Regions from separate parts of the Mus musculus genome. Here region 1 is linked to region 2. The links are chromatin contacts, called in public HiChIP or PLAC-seq maps. All regions are on one chromosome and are shown on one strand. The core of a region is the stretch at or near the end of the contact, and the rest is flanking DNA. Distances in the headings are between cores, read along the strand shown. Region 1 holds the start of Foxi2 (forkhead box I2). Region 2 holds the start of Insyn2a (inhibitory synaptic factor 2A).

The links. HiChIP or PLAC-seq counts read pairs in DNA pulled down with a chosen protein or histone mark.
Region 1: an H3K27ac HiChIP or PLAC-seq map of embryonic stem cells shows a contact between it and region 2, with 2.7 times the contacts expected there. The contact joins the promoter of Foxi2 here to the promoter of Insyn2a in region 2. A contact is called at or near these places in 13 of 39 promoter capture datasets (the 3T3-L1 cell line, 3T3-L1-derived adipocytes, HPC-7-derived erythroid cells and 7 more), 1 of 484 Hi-C or Micro-C datasets (cortical neurons), 5 of 115 datasets of contacts at active chromatin or transcription factors (craniofacial prominence, embryonic forebrain, embryonic stem cells and 1 more) and 1 of 9 other capture datasets (embryonic stem cells).

What each region holds. Positions count from the first base shown.
Region 1 is chr7:135,404,845-135,412,541 of GRCm38.p6, reverse strand. Foxi2 (forkhead box I2) reads right to left here and starts at 2,175. Exons shown (of 2, transcript NM_183193.3): 1 at 1,602-2,175; 2 at 1-943. The coding sequence starts at 2,103. The coding sequence ends at 510.
Region 2 is chr7:134,936,349-134,943,187 of GRCm38.p6, reverse strand. Insyn2a (inhibitory synaptic factor 2A) reads left to right here and starts at 4,758. Exons shown (of 4, transcript NM_001143802.1): 1 at 4,758-5,476. The region is part of intron 27 of Dock1 (dedicator of cytokinesis 1); the gene reads right to left.

The DNA.
Region 1 (7,697 bases), core at 926-3,425, 470 kb before region 2:
CTCTGCTGAGACAGCTCTTGCCTAAGTATGAGAGTCCCCTCAATGTGCAATCTCATGAGGGTGGAAGGCAGCCACCTGTCCTCATGCTGCACCCCCATCCCATTCCCTAGCTGCCCTGAAACAGGTGGGCCAGAGATGGGGCCAATCACTGAAGGGCGCTCTGGATGCTCTTGCAGCCCAGTTTCCTCCCATCCTCTCACCAGCTGCCAGACATCTCTCTGGAGACTGGAGACCAACAGGCTTCTTTAGGAACCTATTACCCCTTTAAGAAGGCTCTCTGGGGCGCTCTGTCAGAGAGCCCAGAGCTGGATCTATAGGCAGAGAACCAGCTTAAGAAGAGGGTATATTCCCCAGGTTGATGAGAACACAGCAAGCTCAACCTGCCTCAGCCAATCCACACAGGAGCCCCGCCATTTCCTATGCAGCACCTGTGGGGCTCCCAGGAAGGACTGATTCAGGACCTTAGCTCAATGTTGGAACAGAGCACCTGGCCAGTCTCTAGCTTTCCTTCAAACTTCAGTCCCATCCCGGCTGTAGATGAGGTGCCCCATCCTAAAGCCTGTAGCCCCTGTCTGATGGCCCGGAGCGAAGCCTGGCGCGGTGTTAGGAATCTGAGGGCTGTGGGCAGCCGCGGTTGGTGGTGGCCTTCGCAAAGAAAAGTCATGGGCCAGACCATCAGGGAGGGCGCCAAAGCCGCCGGCCAGGGCTCCCATGGCCGTGGAGAAGCCCGAGAGGCAAGTAGTGGTGGCCTCAGACGGGGATGGTGAGGTCTGTGGGTCCTGGGGAGTGGAGCCACGGGGCTCCAGTGCAGTTCCCTCTGGGCTGCTGGCTCCAGGCACAGCGGCCTCGCTAGTCTCTCCTCTCCGTCTCCTCTTCCTTCGGAAGTTCCCATTGTCAAACATCTTCTCACAGTTTGGATCCAGCGTCCAATAATTGCCTTTTCCTGCAGAGGAAGGCAGTTAGTTCAGAAAGCCCCGTATTGATTCCACTGGTCCCTGCAAAGGGTCCTGGGTCCTCCTTCTCCCAGACCTTGAGGGTTCACTGTGTTGGGAATAGGCCTCCACAGTCAGACTGCAAGAATTTGGGTGCGCCAGAAAGATCCAAGCATGGGCTATTGAGGGAATATCCAAGTACATCTAGTTGGAAACTGGAGAGACTGTCCAAGAGAAGGGCTCAGCCAGTGGAACTGAGCTAACCACATCTGGCCTTTGTGTAGGGCCCAACGCTTTCCAGAGGCACATCACTCCTTATCCTGCCCAGATTTTTAAAAGGTAGGCTCCATTTCTTTCATTTTACAGGGAAGTGTATGGAGCCCAGAGACCTTAAACTCCCAAAGCCTTTCACTCAGTTGGCTAGCTCCTTAGGGAGGTCTCAAGCAGATAAGCAAAGAGCCCTGGGGCATAGGACTGGAAACTAAGACCTGAGAACACTGCAGCCATCTAGGAAACTGCCCTTGCCTAAAATGTTTCTCCTTCCCATATCACCCCACCGGAGCTCTCTCCTTTGCATCAATGGGCTCCCTCAAGGTCGCTTCTATCCCAGCTACCCCACCAGATGCGAGAGGCCAGGATACTGGACCAGGCGCATGTGCTGCTGTTTACCTGGATCGTTCTCATCTCGGGGCACCTTCTTGAAGCAATCATTGAGCGACAGGTTGTGGCGGATGGAGTTCTGCCAGCCCGCCTTGCTGCGCTTGTAGAAGGGGAAGTTGCCCGCCACATACTGGTAGATCTGGCTGAGCGTCAACCTGCGTAGCGGCGCGCTTTGGATGGCCATGGCGATCAGTGCTGAGTAGGAGTAGGGCGGCCGTACCAGCCTCAGCAGCTCCTGCTGTCCGGACAGGCTCAGCCAAGCGAGATCAGCGCCTGCCAGACCGCCTGAAGCGCCAAGAAGCGAACCCGGGACGGCGAGAGTCGCTGCAGCGTAGGATGGAGCCGGCCCTGGTCCCGTCGCGTAGGGCGCCGGGCTGAGCGCGGCCGAGTTCACCCACAGGCGCCGGCCAGAGCTCAGATCCGTTCGGCCGTAGCTCGGGGGATGCGCGATGGCCCGGGTCAGGCCGTGCGGGACTGAGCAGGAACCCAGGCTGTCGCAGAACCCAGCCATGTCCAGCTCTCCCCCGGCCTGGGCCGGTGCAGGTGGCTCCGTGCTGAAGCTCATGGGAGCTCCATTCACCCTGTCCTCACACTCCTGACCTGGGCCCTTTAAATGCCATTGGGGAGGAGGGAGCATGGGGGTATCCAAGGTGGTGAGTCTCCTCCCTTGTCACCTTGGAGGAGTGAAGTCCATGTCCCCACCCTCAGGTCAGTTTTCAGCCCCGCCCTGGGACAGCCAGACAAACAGTCTTGGAACTCTCCGAGGGTACTTAGGTCTCTCTGTTAGGTCGTGGCCTGCAGTGTTCTGAGGACAAGGACTCAGCATCTCTCAGATCCCAGCTCCTAAGGCTCTGCTCTCTGCATTGACCCCTTTGCACATTTCAGACCCCAAATTGAGAGCAATTGTCATGGGCATAAAATCCTAGTGAGGTCCTTGGGTGTAACAGACAGAGTCTCAAGAAGAAGTGTAGAAAGAGAGTTGTCGGGAGTCCTGGTGAGTTTCACTAGAAATCTCAGAAATCCTGCCCAAGGAATCTTGATTTTCAGATGCTGGAAGAGTCTGGGCCCTTGCTTGACCTGTTTGTCATGTAGCCTGGGCCACCTAGTGCAAGCAGCAGCAGGGAAGGCCATCCTGGGCATCCCCCCGAAGAACCTAAGACACGAATGTCTTCCTTGCAGTTGTGCCAGCTGCTATCCATCCCTCCATTTTGACACTGAAGATCAAAGCTGCGGGCTTTCCTTCCTGTCAGGCTCTGGGCTTCTCTCCTGCTCCATGTCCTGGTTAATCAGCACACTCAGTTTCCCAGATGCCCTTGCCTTAGGCACCGTGGGGGCTTAGCAACAAATAAGGTTACAGCTGTGGCACAGAGGGACAGTTCTGACTGGGGTGTCTCAGAACTGTTCACTGAGGCCAACTGAATGGAGAGAGAAAATTTCTGGCATAGGAGAAATAAGGGGGTAAGGGCGGGGTGGGTACCACAATGGGTTCCACCACCCCCCCAAACTATTGTCTTCAGTATAAGAGACTAAATTACTAAGTTGCACAGCAACTTTTTTTTTAATTAGGTATTTTCCTCATTTACATTTCCAATGCTATCCCAAAAGTCCCCCAATCCCCTACCCACCCACTCTCCCATTTTGGCCCTGGCGTTCCCCTGTACTGGGGAATATAAAGTTTGCAAGTCCAAAGGGCCTCTCTTTCCAGTGATGGCTGACTAGGTCATCTTTTGATATATATGCAGCTAGAGACAAGAGCTCCGGGGTACTGGTTAGTTCATATTGTTGTTCCACATATAGGGTTGCAGATCCCTTTAGCTCCTTGGCTACTTTCTCTAGCTCCTCCATTGGGAGCCCTGTGATCCATCCATTAGCTGACTGTGAGCATCCACTTCTGTGTTTGCTAGGCCCCGGCATAGTCTCACAAGAGACAGCTATATCTGGGTCCTTACAGCAAAATCTTGCTAGTGTATGCAATGGTGTCAGCGTTTGGAAGCTGATTATGGGATGGATTCCTGGATATGGCAATCACTAGATGGTCCATCCTTTCGTCACAGCTCCAAATTTTGTCTCTGTACACAGCAACTTAATATGTTGGTTAATAAAAGAAAAAGTCCAATCTGGCCTGGCTTCTGGCTGAGGAGGCGCCTGCTGTTTGGGCCAGTGGTCTGGCCTGGCTTTGGAATGGAAGAATTCTTTGCTGTAATGATACACAGACATCGGGTGACACCATCAGTTAACGAGGCAGTATGACAAGGGCAGGAGGAAGTGAGATTCCATCTAGCTCAAATTTGGCCTCTGTACTCTGTAGCCTTGGGAAGAGGTTGGTTAAGTAAAGGCAGTGGCCAGCCAGTGACAACAGCAGTCAGGAATGGACTCATGTGGGCTCTCTAGCCAGATGGTGGCCCTGCCTCCCTTCCCCAGAGGGCTGGTTGGGGGAGCAAGTACCTGATATCCCCCCCAAAACACACACACACACACACACACACACACACACACACAGAGAGGGAGAGAGAGAGAGACAGAGACAGAGACGAGACAGAGAGAGACAGAGACATACAAAGACAGATGACAGAGACAGAAAAAGATAGAGAGACAGAGAGACAGAGAGACAGAGATGACAGAGGCAGAGACAGAGAGACAGAGAGACAGAGGCAGAGACCCAGTGACGGGAAGCTCTCTGAGCTTCTCCTCCCTCTCTGGCTTCTCAAGAGGTGTTATCTGTTGTATTTCCCTAAACAGCACCCAAAGCCACCAGCCTCTCTCTCTAATGAGCCATTTCCAAGATGTGCTCAAAAATTACAAAACTGTTCTCTGTGGGCTTAAAGTAACCACTTTTCGAGGGGAGTTTCTTTCCACCAGCAAGTGTGGTGGTGTTCCTCATAGTCCTAGCAAAGGGGCACTCACCCCCCTCCTTACCTGGTCACCTTTTCTCCACCTGCTGGAATCTTGCTGTAGATGAGGAAGCATCGTTTGACAGCCCAATCGTCACAAGACAGAGTATCACAGAGGCTACTGCTCTGCCTCAGCCACATGATCCCTGAGACAGTCCACTGTGAGAGCCACAGCCAGACAGTGGGGTCATATGAATCTATTTTTAAGAATTCTGCCTTCTCTGGCTTCTCTGTTGTGACGTGTCTGTCAGGAACATGGCTGCTCTGTAAGGAGGTGATCCAAGGTGTTAAATGGAGTAGACATTTGCCTTGCACTGCGATGTGAGAGGGAAGTTTTATTTTATCCACAGTTGGCTATGATACTGGTAAAAAGCCGCAGTCATCCAGACAACATGTCACAGCATAAAGACAGGTAAATAAACCAATGGAGTGGAATAGAGAGCTGAGCTGAGCTGAGCTCGCCCGGGTATCTACAGCCAGCTGACTTTCCACAAAGAATCTAAGAGGGCCCATCAGAAAAAAGGACACGTTTCCAATAAACATTGCTGGGGAAAACTCACACCTACATGCAGAAGGAAGCTTGACTCTCATCTGTCAAAAGTTGACTTTAAAATGATTGAAGGTTAAAACGTGAGACCTGGAAAAATGAAACTATAGACAAAAAACACACCATCCTCCAGGAAAGAGCTCACCCTTCTAAAAAACAAAAAACAAAAAACAACAAACAAACAAACAAACAAAAAACCTGATCCTTAAAACATAGGAAACAAAAGCAAAGAAAGGCCAATAGGATTGTGTTTAACTGAAAAGCTTTGGCACAGGGATGTCATGAGCTGCTGAACAGAAGACAGCATTTGAGAGCTGTGCATCTGAAGGGGGGGGGGGGTGATAAACATTCAGAATAGGCAAGGAACTCCAAACTCAACAGCAAGTAATAATAATCCGGTCCAAAACAGATAATAAACTCAAATGCCTAAATTCTTCCTTCAAAAGATAGCACACAAACAGACAACAGGTATATGAAAAGATACCCAGCATTATCAGCCACCAGAGTGATGCAAATCAAGACAGTGCAATGCAGTATCAACAAACAAAAGGAAGAATAGTTGTCATCAAAACGGAAAAAAGATAACCAGTGTGGTGAGGAAGTAGATAACAGGGAACCCTTGAACACTTTTGGCAAAGTGTACATTAATGTAGCTGTGTATGATCCAGCAATCTTCCCAATATGTGTTCAAAAGAAACAAAGTCAGAACCCTGAGGAGTCGCCACCACACCCACATTTATTGTGGCTCTATTCACAATAGCCAAGAAACAAAACCAGTGCAAGTGTCCAACCACAAACAAGATGTGGTATGTGCACACAATGGGACACTCTAAAGGCATAAGCGAAGAAACTCATGCCATTTCAATAGTATTCAATAGCAAGTTTCAAGAGTCTTCTCTTGCTGGTGAAATGGCTCAGTGGTTAAGAGCTCTTCTGAAGGTCCTGAGTTCAAATCCCAGCAACCACATGGTGGCTCACAACCATCCATAATGAGATCTGACGCCCTCTTCTGGTGAGTCTGAAATCAGCTACAGTGTATTTACATATAATAAATAAATAATTTTAAAAAAAATAGTCTTCTCTTGCAATGCAAATGAATAACGGACAGCCAGTCTCTTCCCAGGTTCTTATCTTTGCAGTTTCTTTCTGTTGAAGTTTTAACTCGTGAACACTGTGGGCTCTAGGACCTCCAAGATCAAGTGAACCTTCCTGTAATTTCCCTGTAAAAATCATTACAATTTGTGCTGTATTTCTACCCTCCTTCTCTGATGCCCAAGCCTGACGCCTGTCTTCACAGTAATAGCTTTCTGAGCTTTCAGCAGGCTGGACCCCAGTGACTCTCAGTGGATGAAGAACAGTCATTTTTGGGAAAATGCTTTAACACCTGAATCATCTTTGAGGAACCCTGATGAGAATTTTTCGAAGAGAAAAATATGTCTAAGAGAGAACTCACAGGGCTGAGAGCATGCCCTGCTGAGTCTCAGGGCAGGACAACAGCCCTGGGCCCCTTTTCAAGCTCTTACCCTTTTGAAGTGACCCACTACCTACCTTGTGGACACTACCTACCTTCCAGACATCCCCCACCAAACACAAGCCCAACTATAGGTATGCCCACACCTGCAGCTGTGCCCACACCTGCAGCTGCACCTACACCTGCAGATGTACTCACACCTGCAGCTGCACCCACACCTGCAGTTGTACACACACTGGCAGCTGTACTCACACCTGTTGCTGCTGTTACCACCCCTTTCACCCGCCAAGCCTCTCCTGTGGGCAGCAGTGGTGTGCAACATAGAGGCACTGAGGTGTGGCTCTGTGGCCAGTGGCCACACTTAGGCTTCTCAGACACTAGGGATCCAGCTGGAGGAACTCAATCACTGGAGACATGTCTTTGGAGAAGGGGGTGCCTTGATTTGTCTTTGTTTCCTGTCCACTATGAGGTGAACAGTCTTTGCCTCCCTCCACTTCTACCACCATGCAGTATGACATTATGCCTGAGCTTGTGGAGCCAAAGATGGGTTGAAGCCCCTGAAACTCTGAACCAAGACAAGTCTTTCCCTTTCTAAGTTGTTCTCTTAGGTTTTGAGATACAAAAGTAATATGTTTAGTTAAACACTTGGCTGTTCATACATGTTAAACTCTAATCCAAATATGCTATCTACCTACCTATCTATCTATCTATCTATCTATCCATCCATCCATCCTTCTTTCTATCTATCTATCTATCTATCTATCTATCTATCTATCTATCTATCTATCTTTTATCTATCACTAGGGACTGAACTCAGGACCTTTCATGTGCTAGGCAGGCACTCTGGCCTGACCACATACATTCTTGATATAAAACTGAAGAATGATTTTGCCTTGGTCTGCTTTTTTCTCAATGTCCTTTTACTAGGGAAACATTGGCCAGGATTTAAGTATAGATCATTTAACTAATTTCAAGACTTGTTTTTCTTTTGTGTATTCTAACTTTTATTCTAAAAAAAAGTTCCAAACATAAGATTAAAACTCAAAAATACTAATTATTTTTGGCTTTATTCTGTAGCAATCAGTGCCCATCAAAAACAAAACAAACAAAATGACCTTGTCCTACATAGTCCCAACCTTGCCATCACGGCTAGCAAGTTAACAGCAATCCCTTAATGTTATACAAAGCAGCAAATA
Region 2 (6,839 bases), core at 3,509-6,008:
TCCTCTTTAAAAGGGAAAACATCTCATTTCCTTAAGTTCTATTTGCAGTGATTGGTTTAGGAAACCTGGGATTTTCACCGGTCTTCTAGATGCTCAGCCTCTCCCAAACTAATTAGATTAGCGGCTGATAAACCATCTCTGGTCTCTCATATTGGAATGGAAAAAACTAGGGAGAGTAGCATCAGAGGGTGAACAAGTGGCTCGCCTCCAAGAGGGTAAGACCCAGGGTCCAGAGCAGTAGGCAATTGTGGGTAGGGAGCATGACAGAGATGGAGATGCAAGGAGATACAGGTCCAGGAGGCAGAAGGTAGGTGACAAATGGAATGTCTGAAGAGGGTGCCTCACGGGTCTCCTGGGCTAAGGGGAGGACTGGTGGCCATGCATTTTGAGCATTGTGTCGGTCTTGTTCTTGAAGAGAAAGCAGAGCTTTGCATCTGCACTGCTCCCACCCAACAGGGGCTCATCAATGCAAGCTCCCTCTCCTGCACTATGGGTCGACCATGGCTGCAGCTGCGGCCTCTGAGCTGGAGGAGGGAAACCACTCACCATAGACAGTCCCACCTTGAGTCACTTGAGAGCATTAAAGTAGGAGGTGGGAAATCATCCCCAAGTGCGCTGTGTCACAGGGGCATCTGAGAGTCAGGAGGGCCAGGTTTCTGCAGCAGCTTCCTTGAGAACGTTCTCACCCATGGCTACATGAGCAGAGAGGCTGCGGAGCCCTTCTTTGCTCTTTCCCTTGGGTTTGGGCTTCAGCGATGAAAGCTCATATCACTGTCAATAAGCCCCTTCATTTACAGAGACGTATTATAAGGCATGGTGAGGACGCAGTGACAATATAGACAGACAAAATGCAAGGAGGTGACAGGACACCTAGTTCTAATGGATGTACAAGGACATCCGCAGGCTCTGTGTAATTAACATCCAACAGTAGCCACCAGCGTCATACCAAACACCACAAACATCCCCGTGAATGAATCCAGTGATACATGCTCTCTTTGTATGTATGTATGTATGTGAAGTGTATGACTGCATATATGTCTTGTACATTGAATGTATGCAGTGCCCTCGGAGGCCAGAAGAGGGCGTCAGCTTCTCTGGGATTGGAGTTACAGACAATGTGAGACTTGAGAGAGCTGGGAATCAAAGCCTGGTCCTTTGTTAAGAGCAGTCAGTGCTCTTAACCACTGAGCATCTCTCCAGCAAATTGGTGACATACACTCTCGTTCTGCATGATGTTCCCAAAAGTCTTCTGGCCTCAGAAGGTAATAATTTGTTGGTGGTTGTTTCTAGATAATCCTCCACACTTTGATAAGACCAAGAAATTCTTACCTATTTGCTTCTTAGGATACTTAGGTTACTTTCAGTTTGGAATTAAAACTGCTCAGAACATTCTGGAACACAGACACACACACACTGCAGTTTATCATACTACTGGTTTTGTTTTGGTTTTGAGACAGGGTCTTTGGTAGTCCAGGTTTGCTTCCAACTTGCTATATAGCCAAGGATGACCTTGAATTTATCATCCTTCTGTATTGACCACTCAAGGACTGAGTTTGCATGCATACACCACAAGGTCTGCCTTCTGCAGGCTGAGGAGGGAACCCAGGTCTGTGCGTTGCTAGCCTAGTACCCTAATGACCCAGCGACATCTGACCAATTCACTGGTTTAGAATTTCAGGACTTCCAGGAAGTCAAAGGAGCAGACTCTGTGTGGGTTAGGCAGCAGGAATTGCTGTGTAGTTTTATTCTCTGGCTGCCTCTGCCTGTGGGAAATCTCTTTTTAAAATGGCTATTTTCTCCTTTGCAAGACTACCTTTTGTGGCAAAATTCTGAAGCAAAACCTAAGAAACCAATTTATACCTAATTGATTCCTAAAATGAGTCTACTTTCTTTTTTTCTGGGGAAGCTGAACATAAGGACTCATTATAAACCCTTAATATATACATCTGTTCTGTCCACACAGAAACTATGATGCAAAGAGCATCTGTGGGCAGCAAGAAGGCCACAACTCCTCCCCCCACACAGCCCCGAACACAAGGCTTGCTTGACGGTTCTGAGCACGCTGATGCTCATGGAACAGTCCTCCCTAGTCAAATGACACACACTCTCAGCAATATCTCAATTTGTGATGGCAGACTTAGTGATGCAGTAGGTAAATGCAGTCATACATTTTACAATAGCAGGAGGTACACCAATGGCTCGCTTATTACTGCAACAGAATTCATGAGACTTCTTTAAGCAACTTAAAGAGGAAGGATTGTTGGGGTGTGGCCTAGAGGTATTAGTTCATCAAGGTAGGGAAGGTAGGAGCGACATGACAGTAGATGTACTCAGCTGGGACTTCTCGAACCTCTGGTAGGGAATGGGATGTGGGATCCAACTAGAACCCTCAAGGACTAACCTGATACCCTGACCCCTGCAACCTACTTCCTCCAGATAAGCTCCACTTTCCAAAGCTCCCACAACTTCTTCAAGCATCATCATCAGATGGGGCCCAAGTGAGCCTGTACAGAGGCATCTTAAATCCAAAGCAGGATAACAATAGACCTAGCAACAGCTGAAGTTACTGGGCAGCTGGAGAACTCAGAGCAACCACGGCTCAGCTAGAACATCTTCCAACCTGCCGGCCATAGCATGCCATCATTGCCTCCTCTAGGTAGCCATTGCGGGGATCATCACTGACACTGTCTCTAGAGACACCTAACCAGCTCACAGCGCCGCTTGTGGCTGAGCTCTGGCCTCCTCTGCACACTTTTCTGTCTATCTGATTTTACTCATGGATCCCAAAGCCAAACCTTCTATTCTCAATGGTGCCACTCCCACATTGCCTGGCAGATGTGCAGTGACATACTTAAGAAATAGGAAAAGGGGTTTCTAATCTTATGGATTTACAATAAGGTAAGATTTACAGAAAGTTTTCTGGACAGAATTCCCAAAGATGTAAGAGCACACCTGGGGAAGGGGGCAGCGGGAGGCATGTCAGGCAGGAAGTCTTGCCATCTGCTGTTACACAGTCCCATCCTACACAGCCCTCTGGCTTCTAGCTGGGTAGCAGAGTCTATTCACCCTTGCAGACTGTCCTAGTCAGAGTTACTGTTGCTGTGACGAAGTGCCATGAGCAAAGGCAACTTGAAGAGTAAAGGGTTTAATTCAATCATAGTTCCAAATCACTCTTCATCATTCAAAGCAGTGAGGGCAGGAACCTAAGCAGGGCAGGAGCCTGGAGGCAGGAGCTAATACAGAGACCATGCAGGGTCCTCCTTACTGGCTTGCTCCTCATGGCTTACTCAACCTACTTTCTTACAGAACCCAGGACCGCCAGCCCAGGGATGGCAGCACCCACGATGGGCTGGGCCCTCCCCCATCAATTGCTAATTAAGAAAATGCCTTTCAGCTGGGTCTTATGGGTGCATTTTCTCAATTGAGGTTCCTTCCTCTCAGATAACTCCAATTTGAATCAAGTTGACATAAAAGCAGCCGGCACACAGGCCCTTTCCCCAGCCAGATCCCAGCCGCCTCCAGGCCTAAAGACATAAATGGGCTGGCAATCAGAATTGGGAGAATCTGGGTCCTAAGGGGCATTTTAAAGAGTGGGAGGGACAGAGTCTGGGTTCCTCAGGCTTGGTGCTCTCTCCATGCAAAGGGAAGATATTTTAGAATGACCTCCTCCTGAAACGTGTGGACACATCATCCTACATAGACAATGCAGTATCTTACAGAAAGCCCTTTGAAAGAGCTGAAAGTATATATAAAACAGAGAGCTGGGCTCTATCAGCCCACTGTATGAGGATAGAGCAATGGAGTGGCCTGGAATACTAAGATGGGATACAGGGATAAAAGGATACATAGAAACAAACCAGAGCCTGTCTTCTGTCTGAAAGGTGTGCTTGTAGGGGTGGGTGATTAAGAGCATTTCCCATCTGAATCCCAGTTCATTGGCCAAAGCTTACCACCATGTTATCGGTGGGGGCTACTTTCCAGTATGTCTCAGGTAGGGCTGGGAGACCTGTATGCAAGAATACTTAGTCCCAGTGTCTGCTCCTCAGCCCTGCTAGGCATCGGGGAAGACCCTGAACCTGCATCAGAGAGCTCACAAGACTCTGGTGGAGTTTGGGGTATATGCTGGGAATTGTCCTCTGTTCATGCTAAAGAAATCTCTTTTCCGAGTTTATTTAACTCTGATCAAAACAAACACAATCTCCCACTGCCTCTCTAGGGGGGTGAGGGGCAGAGGGACTAGGAGGTCCAGATGAGGAACAGTGGAGATGCCTGCTCTGACATGTCCACAAATTATCAGGATGCAACAGAGCTGATAGGCAGGCAGACACTCTCTACTTTGTCCCTAGGCCAATAAACAGGTCTGCGTTTCAAATCCTTATTTGAGGGACAGACTCCTGGTTGGTTACAAACGTAAAAAAATGCAAGAGAAACCTTCATCCCTAGTCTCTCCAAAGACACATCTGCAGGTGAGGGGGCGGGCGCCTTGCCCAGATGTCCACTCCCATCTAGGGTATTAACTACCCAGCAGGGGTAGGCTGGTTGACACCACAGAAAGCCATCAAGCAGGGTTTCCTATAGACAGCCCCACTCCTGAAGAAGAAATCAATAGGGTCCCCGTGCCTGCCTGAGGTGGCTCCTAGGTAGACTCAACAAGTTCCAGGGGCCCCGCAGCGCCGCCTGCAGCTCAGAAACCCTAGGAATGTGGCTGAGGAGCTCCGCGCACAGGCAGCAGCCAGCGGCTGCTTCCAGCACCTCCTCCTTCTCCTCCTCCTCCTCTTGCCCGCGATCCGTCTCTGGCTGGAGGGGCTCCTTCACGCGCCCGGCCCCCGCCCCACGCACGCGGCCTGGCCCGCCCCCGCCCCACCCCCGCCCCACGGGCCCCGGGGCTCCGCCCGCCTCGGTGGCAGGCGAGCGCACAGGCGACTGGCGCGCAGCTCCCGGTGCCCTCTCTTCAGTCCTCTGGCCGCTCGGCTGCATAGAGTAGCCGGGACCTGGTGCCTCGGCCAGGACTCCCCTCCCGCTCCCTCCCCGTCTCCGCCCCCTCCTCCCGGCCCCGGCTCCCGGATCTCGCCGAAGACAATTGCAGTAAATGAGGACATCTGAGGAGCACGGAGCCGGGTGGCTGTGGCTGGCTCCGCCGCGCCGCGATCGGGCGAGCGCGCGGGCGTCCCCGGAGCCGGCCGAACCACTGCCTCCCCGTGCGCGTCGCTGAGCAGGAGCCGAAGGGACTCGAGCTGCGGCGCGGGGGCCGGCCGGGCCGGGCGGGCCGGGCCCGTGGCAGTGGAGGGGGCGGGCGGCGGGCACGCAGCTGGCCAAGTCTCCGGAGCCGAGCCTCCTTCAGCGCGAGCCCGGAGATCCTTGCCGTGGATGCTCTGCCCCGAGTGCTCCGTGCCGCGCCAGGCTTGCCAGGGTCCGCGGCAAGACATGCCCGAGCCAGGCGCTGCACCGACCTCCACTTATCAGTAAGCAGCCAAAGGTAAGCAGAGCCCAGCATGCCCTCCTCCTGCACCCCAAGCCCTCTGTACTTGACCGCTGGCAGATGGGCGCAGACCCTGGCTCTTGCGCACGCAATAGCCCCTAAACTGGCTTCGCCTAGGTCCGGGACGGCGGGTGTAGCCCAGTGTAGACCCGGTGGCGGGCAGCGGCGAAGGTGGGGGGCGAGGTTACGCAACTGCATCTGGCAGGACCTAGTCGCCCAGGGGCATCTGGCAACTTTGGCTACAGTCTTGGAGGAGCGGGAATATGATGTCTATTCTAGACAAACGCCACAGCCTTGTGAGCACAGGACATCCTTGGCCAGGCAGAACTGGGCGGGAGGGGGTTGGGGGCTCTGGGGACGACCATCTCCCTGGAACGTTCGAGGTTTTGAAAGTATTATCCAAACTAAAGCGAACTGCCAAGTACAGTACAGCTGATTAACTTCAGGGAGATGGGGGGAATAAGTCTGAGCAGAGGGGCCCTGCCGCCTGCTGTTGAGCAAAGACCGAAGCAGGAGAGAAGGCAAAAAATGCCCACGTGAAATGTTGGTCTCTTCTCTTGGTTACGGGTATAGGCACCTTCTCTGAGCTGGGGTCTGCACCCCGCTGAGCTTCCGAGTGCACATGCCTGACCTGCACAATCGTGGGAAACCAACCGATGCTGCGGATCCTAGGGAGCTAGTGAGGGCAGGAAAGAGGAACGAACAGGGGCCAGCCCCAAGCAGGGGCAGAGACTAGAGCCCAAAGTCAAGAACAAGACTCGGCATCTTGCTTGTTCATGCTCAGGGTTCCAGGCTGGCGTCTCTGCTGCTTGAAAAAGAAAAGGAGCCTCTCCCTGTGACCTCAACATTCTACTACCCTGAAAATATGCCACAAGGAGATGGAGCCAGTGATAAAGGGATGCCAGAGTGGGGGAGGAGAGGCACCCCTGGAGTAAATAAGGAAGAAAAATGGGTGCCTTCTACTCTCTGCAGATCAGGGCTCAGGTCCCTTCCCCTCTCTTGGTGCATGCAGGCCTGGGGCTGGGGGACTGGCTGCCCTGTTGGACTCATGAGCTAGAGGCAGCAGGAGAAGCAGTTTAATTTGACCTTGTCTGCTTGGGTGCTGAAATTCTGCCGAAGCATCCCGAGGTGAAACTGGCAAGAGTGGGAAGGAACTTTGGGCAAGCCCTGCCTTGGCTAAGAACCCATGAGATCATTTCAGAGCACCAAGTCAAGGGCTAGCACAGGGTTGAGGTCAGTAGCTTGAAGTCTTTCTCTTAGAAAATGACTTGCGGGGGGTACTTTTTCACAGCCCGATCAGGGCTTGATCAAGGTTACAGAGCTAGGGACCTGATTAAAAAATACCATTCAGATCATAAAA